Linked DNA regions of Mus musculus: region 2 is linked to region 1. Evidence: chromatin contacts called from public HiChIP or PLAC-seq data. All regions are on one chromosome and are shown on one strand. Each heading gives the region's core, a stretch centred on a gene start, on an enhancer-like site or on the middle of the called end of the contact. The rest is flanking DNA. Distances are from core to core; before and after follow the strand shown. Region 1 overlaps Znrf2 (zinc and ring finger 2). Region 2 holds the start of Gars (glycyl-tRNA synthetase).

Evidence for each region. HiChIP or PLAC-seq counts read pairs in DNA pulled down with a chosen protein or histone mark.
Region 2: a contact with region 1 is called in an H3K27ac HiChIP or PLAC-seq map of embryonic stem cells, with 11 read pairs. The contact joins the promoter of Gars here to the enhancer-like site in region 1. A contact is called at or near these places in 2 of 484 Hi-C or Micro-C datasets (CD4 T cells and embryonic stem cells), 6 of 115 datasets of contacts at active chromatin or transcription factors (CD8 T cells, embryonic stem cells, memory CD8 T cells and 1 more) and 3 of 9 other capture datasets (adipose tissue, liver and pancreatic islet).

The regions. Positions count from the first base shown.
Region 1 is chr6:54,849,810-54,853,116 of GRCm38.p6, reverse strand. All of the region lies in intron 1 of Znrf2 (zinc and ring finger 2), which reads right to left. Among named protein-coding and RNA genes, the nearest start is that of Znrf2, 35 kb to the right of the region's middle. Within about 2 kb of position 1,781, at least 64 of the 459 cell types and tissues checked have an H3K27ac peak or open chromatin away from gene starts, as enhancers often do. A contact at or near this core is called in CD8 T cells, embryonic stem cells and memory CD8 T cells, where this site is marked.
Region 2 is chr6:55,036,523-55,039,829 of GRCm38.p6, reverse strand. It overlaps Gars (glycyl-tRNA synthetase), which reads right to left and starts at 1,829. Exons shown (of 17, transcript NM_180678.3): 1 at 1,597-1,829. The coding sequence starts at 1,788.

The sequences.
Region 1 (3,307 bases), core at 532-3,031:
AGCCTTGTGAATATTTTAACAGGACAGGTAACGGAGAGATTTCCCCTCCTCCAAACGAGGGCAAAAATCACCCTTACCATCAGTCAGAAGCTTCTGCAGAATGGCAGGGAAGCTAAGTACTCAGGCCCCATTCTAACAGTTTGTGCTGCCAGGAGTCAACCCCCAGTGCCTCCAGGGGGGAAAAAAAAAGGCAAGCCTTATCAGTGAAGTAAAGTCCTGATCTCCATTCCTCGTGAGATTTACATATCAATGCATTATTCTACAAAAGCAGTAAGTTATGCAGATGCAATGTGATTAGCCATGGGAGGTCCTAGCTCCTGCAGGCAAAGAAGGGGAGGTTATCTTCTCCAAACCAGAGTCCAGGCAGGGGGTGAGGGGGATGGGGGGGGGGCGGGGGGAAGGTAGCCAGGTTCAACACTAGGCTGGCTATGTGGATGGCACTGATCCAAGCTCGCAGGTTCTTGTATTTTAACCTTTATGTTTTAATTGACTAATAATTACTATAAGGAAATAATAGATAGGCTTACTCTAAGTATATATGAGCTGAACAAATTAATGAGACAAATGTGTTTACAAGACATTTTATAAAGTAATCTCCATTGGCTATACCAGGCAATACGGACCTCCAAATATGGCAGCTGTCCTCTCTTCAATAGTGCAAAGTATAAAGGGAATGAATATAGGTCCAACTGGAAAGAAATCCAAAGTAGCAGAACTGAGCTCTGCTTCTGGCTTGCTGCATCTTGGCTCCTGTTATGCACGATCATTACTGTACACACATGCCATCTGTCTTTGGACTTGACTTTTCATATTATTTCCCATTATTACCTTAATACAAATTTAGTGAAACCATTTCATTCTTTTCCTCCAAGAGAACAACTATGTCACCTGTTTTTGCTCAAGTAAATATACTTTGTTTTCAGGTATTTGTTAAAAACCTATTTCCATCTCTTCAAGTTCAAATCAAGTTTTATCATGTAATCTCTTCAGATCTTAAGCCCGAAACAACCTCCCTTAGCCTGTGAAGAGCCCAGAGTAATTCCACCCTCCTCTTACTGCATGCAAGCCTTCAAGCAGGTCTTTTCAATTGCAGTAAAACCACCGGGTCTGCAGGAGCCCCATAAAGGCTAAGATAAGACCAAGGCCTTAAAATAGCCTTGAGCAACATCCTGCTATCTGCCACACCCTGCGCTCCAGAACTAACCCTCATATGAATTCCTTTATTATCCCCTGAACATCTGCTTCAAAAGGAGACTGCTTATGCCCTTTCAAGGTCATTGTGTCAGCCCCTGAGCCTGACCATATCCCTAACTGGTTAGCAGCATTTTCCCGTAAAGTTGCTTTTAATTTACTACTTTGGTGATCCTTTCCTCATTATCTGTGCATCGTCCTAGGAACTGATGCGGTTAATTACAATATGAAATTCTATTTAGTCTCCTGTTTTGTTTGTAAAGTACAGTTTAAAACAGATACCGTAGAGCAGACCAAGATTGTTTAATTCATATATGCTAGGTGTTTAGCAGCCCTCTAACCTGTCAGAAATCTGCTAAATATGCCACTTAATATGTTTAAACTTACTGTGACAGAGACTCCCAAGTCCTAAGAGTGATTCCCCCAAACCTCCAAGAAGAGAAGGACACACAATACCAGAGGACACCACCTGGAGTGTGGTGCGCTAACCACTGGGCATAAATGTGCCAATGCTTTACCTGCTGCCAGGGCCTGGTTTAAACTGTGAACAGAGGACACTGGAGAACAACTGCCACGTGTTGCTTAAGACAAGGTGAGGGGATCTCTACCAAGTTCCTCCTCCACAGGAAGGCCTCTCAGATGTGTGGGGCCTGGTAGCTGAAGACTGATCCTTTGTTGGAGCTGTGTCCCCAACAAAGCCATTGATATCACAGGAACCTAGTGGGGTAATGGGTAAGTCTGTCATTTTAAATGACACAAAGGCCAATTACAGTACAATTTATCCTTCTACCTGCCAGTGGGTTTATGCTTCAAAAGAAGACTGCTTTTGCCCTTTCAAGGTTGTTGTGTCAGCTCCTAGCCTGACCAACACTCTAAACCAGTTAGAAGCACCCCCCCATCCCACCCCCCCCCCCCTGCAGTGAACGAAGTTGCTTTTGGTTTACTTCAGACTTTGGGGGGTCCTTTCCTCATTACCTGCTCACCCGTGAGCCCAACAGCCTCCATATTCACTCTATGTGACATCACTGCTGCTATGTACATCTTCTCTCTCAAGTGTGATACCCTCTGTGAGGCAGAAGTTATACATCCTTATATATTCTGTGTATATATTCTATTCCCAATTCCTCTCCCACCTAGACCTACAGACAACACTGAATACCTAAACCACCTTAGCTTCAATTCTACAGAGGGAATAGCAGCAAAATTAAGAAGCAGAACAAAGAACTCTAATTATGGCTAATCATAATCACAAGCAGTCAAGTCCTAAACCGCTCATGATTTTCCAAATTTATTTATAAAGAAAAACTGTTTCAAACATACTAAAATTAACCACTTTCTGTAAGCAAACAAGTTTTATAATACACAGCTAAAGTTCTGAAGTCTAACCTGAGAAGACAGCCATTTCAGCTGCTAGGGAGACCTATTAAATGGTAGGCATGTATAGGATTAACTGCTAGGAAAAAATTCTCCTAGAAATACAAGATAAACAACCTCCTAAGCCAGGACAAGACACAGATCGCCTACCCTGACTTTCTAATAAGAATAACTTCAGCTCAAGAGGTCAATGGAGAAAACAGCAAATGAAATCCCCAGCACTGAACCCTACTTCTATTAAGAGCAAAATATGTGAAATGAAAGCACCAGACCAGGGAAGAGCACAATGTAGCAAAATACATTCCAAAACAAGGTTGCTTGCTACATTGTAACCTTGTTCAACAAGTGCTTTATAGTCTAAAGACAAGATTCTCTAATGAATCATCCAAAGTAATCCTGAAGGAACATACATAACTCATGTCAACAGAGATCACTGCATAGCAGAGATTCTTGGAAATGTATTTCACATGGGTCCAAGTTTTAAGCCCATTAAGGAAAGTCAATGTTTTCTATTGTCTGCCTGTGTCTGATAAGTCTTTGTTCATTTTTTTCCGGTAGTCTTTACAAAATCATTACTTTTGAAGATAATGGAAACAGGAAATGAATGAAGCAAGGTTTAGGTGACCTATTTTGTGTAGTCCAAAAGTCATTAATACTACTTTGGACACAAAGTAATAAGCATTCAAATATCTGAGTGAAAGGTCATCCAAAGATTTGCTGGTTGTTTAGACTGAAGGATACA
Region 2 (3,307 bases), core at 580-3,079, 190 kb before region 1:
TTACTTTGGGGCACAACTATTTCTGGTAACACCCCCCTTCAAAATGCACGCCACTGTTAAGAGCGATCCTTTAACACCTCCAAACGACACCTCAGTAAGTCTTCAACTGCCCAGGCTTTACAATGAAAACGTGTGACATGGACTGCACTCCATTTTTCCATACATGTCCAAGAGGAAAACCGTTTAACTAGATGATCTTCAAACTCTTTCCAGTGACACTGGACTCAGTATGACTCAAATTTTCCACGCAACTAATCAGTGTATATGTACTTCTGGAAAAGTAGAAAAGAAAAAAGTCCAAACTAACTTAAATAAATTAATTCAACTATTGGGAAAATATCCCAAAGTTAAAAAAAAAAAAAAACCAAAAACCCTATCAAACAAACACATAAAACCAAAAAAACAAGTCAAAACCAACAACAAAGGACATGAAGGTCACACAAGCTGTACAGGAAGGCTCTCCATGATCAATGCGTCCTGAAGTTAACTACATTCAGTCTTACTACAGAGGAATACTATGTACTGCAGTTCCAGGCTAACGTGGCAGAGGGAGGGGTTTGCAGTGTGTGCTTTTTTTTTTCCCCCAAAATTAGATGTATTGTTCCAAAGGAAGGAGTTAGGTCACAACAAAACAACAAAGGAGTCACACATACATTTATGTGGGGAGTGGAAGGTGGATGGAGACTGAATGTACAGAACATACAATTAAAAAAAGAAAAAATAAAGCCCATAGTGAAAATCAAAATGAAAGCCTATTAACTGAGTCGGGCTCAAACTGGAGCAAAGTGGCAGAATTCCTCGAAGCTGCAGCACCTCAGCTCCAATGAATTATCCTTAAGACAGGATTCCACCCTCCTTAGCTAGACAAACGATTGCATCAGGCGCCAGAGCAGGCGCAACCCGACCGGTGTTTACAGCTAGTAGGTCATGGATGCCGGGCCCTACTGTAAGCTCTGGCTCTCACTGGGTGTGGGTATCATTCCAAATACTTTTCTCCTTTCCCTCTTAAGTCTGATCACCACCACTCAGTGCTACAGTAAAAAAAGGAGATCTGCATTAAATCCCCAGATTCTCCAGCTAAGAAACCTCCCTTCCCTTCCGCAAAATGACATTTTCAGGTGTTCCACCCTAAGAATGGATGACTTCACTGAGTGGCTCGGTCAGTCCATCTACAATTTCCAGCTTGATCCGAAAGCTCGCTGGTTCCAGACACTCTCTTCAGAAGGCAGAAAGATGACAGGAGAGGGATCATGAATTCGCATCAGTATTGGAGGGGGGTGGGGGGTCGACACCTCCCCATAGCCACGTTTCGACCGTGAGCCAGTCCTCAGGCTAAACACTGAAGCAAGGAAGATAAAGAGAAGGGAACGCTTCCCAAAGCATCCCCAAGACTAAAGAAAAGAAGCGCGCAGCATCAGCTTGCCGCTGAGCCGAGCCATCGGGGCGCTCAAAGAGGGAGGCGAAGCCTACGGCTGGATTCGGGGTACGCAGAGAGGGCACGAGGCCCAAGGATCACGGATGCCGACGCAGCGCGGGGACAGGGGAAGGACGGACAGGAGCGGGGTGCGGCGCGCGGCTGCGGGCGAGGGTCGGTACCTGCTGGCGCACGGCTAGCCGCAGTGGGGCCAGCAGCTCCTCCGCGCTGTCCATGCTGCTCCGGGAGGCGGCGGGCTGCGCGGGAGCGCTGAGGAGCCGCTGAGACGCGGACGCTGCGACCACTCGGGGCGGCGACAGGAGCGGCAGCGCGGCGCGGGTGGCTCTGAGCAGCGAGGGGAGCAGACAGGGCATGAGCACGCCGCCTAGGCGGTGCGCAGGGCGGCTACGGAAGCGGCGCGCGGCCCGCCCGGTGCATGATGAAATAGCGCAGCCAGGCCGCAGGCGCGCGCAGCCGCACTTCCCGCAGGCGCGCGCAGCCGCCGCGTCTGCAACCGCAGATTCGGCAGAGAACCCGGAAGGGCACCAACTTGCTCAAAAATGTGTGAAGAGGACGCTCCAGACAAATGCACAGAAGGACATGGCTTCTGAGAGTGCAGTCCTAACCTAGATGCCCGAGCACCTTTAGATCGTGGGCTTCTCTGTTGTCCCAGACGCTCGAATCGCCCCACTGGAACACCCATACTTCTGCTTCTTCCTCAGCCCATTGTTTAGAAGAGTATATAAAGTCACATAAAATCGGAACCTAGAGTTACTATAACTCTAGTGGGTCATGGTGATGCACATCCGTAATCCCAGCACTTGGGAAGACGAGGTAGGAGGATCGTGAGTTCAAGACCAGCCTAAAATACACAGTGAGCCTCTGTCTTTAAGAAACAAACAAACAACAACAGCAAAAACAAAAATATTGCTCAAGACCCAATGTTCCTCGGACTATTTATAGGAATCAGAGTTGCTGTTCTTCTCAGGGCATGCCAGTTAATTTGAAAGACAAGGTGTAGAGGCAAAGGAAAAGTGATTTTACTTGGATAACCACCTCATGGAGCAGTCAGGGGAACTCTAGCCTCAAAGCTCTTGCAGAAGTTATATAGGTTGGATGCTCCCAAACTTGTGGACACCTCACAGCCAGTCAGCCAGATGATGGGCCCAACCGGGAGATACCACCTTCCAGTTTCACAAATATCAAGAAGACCATCATTATCCTTGTGCTATTGTTGTGATTGGTTAGCTGGTTTTTTACACAGTGGACAGTCTAGAGGGCAATGAACCTGGCTCAAGGCCCTCTTTCAGAGAACCCAACTCCATGCAGTGAGAGACCACACGTTCTCAACTCCCAGAAATCTTTGATGCTGTTTTTTAGGGTGAAGAACCAGACACAAGGTAGTTACTAGTTTACCCAGTATCCCCAAGACAAAAGTTAAGCAAGAGGAGGTTTGTGACGCTCTTCATTTGCTTCCAAGTTGCTTTTACTGCCAATTTTAGGGATCACGCGTATTTTTATTAGCTTTACTGGATATAACACCTGGGGTGCTGTGGCAATCTTGGTGTTTTTCAGGAACTTGAAGGTGTAAACCAGTTTAAGTTCCTGGCCCTTTCCTGCAGCCTGCACAGATATCCAAGGGTGACCTTTTGAAATCTGGAGGCTTAAAATTTCACACTCAGAACATGCTATTGCCACCATTGTTTAGAAACATAGATCCAGTGAAGGGGTCCTGACAAAGATCGCTGATGCGTCCTTAGTCTTCACCTATAGTCACTTTTCTGACACCTCAGGCCACCCTGCTTCTTTATCTACAAATAACTCCAAACCCCAGTCTCCAGGAGTCAGGTCCGAAATTCGTTCTCATGGCTACATGCTTGGCAGTCTCATGCA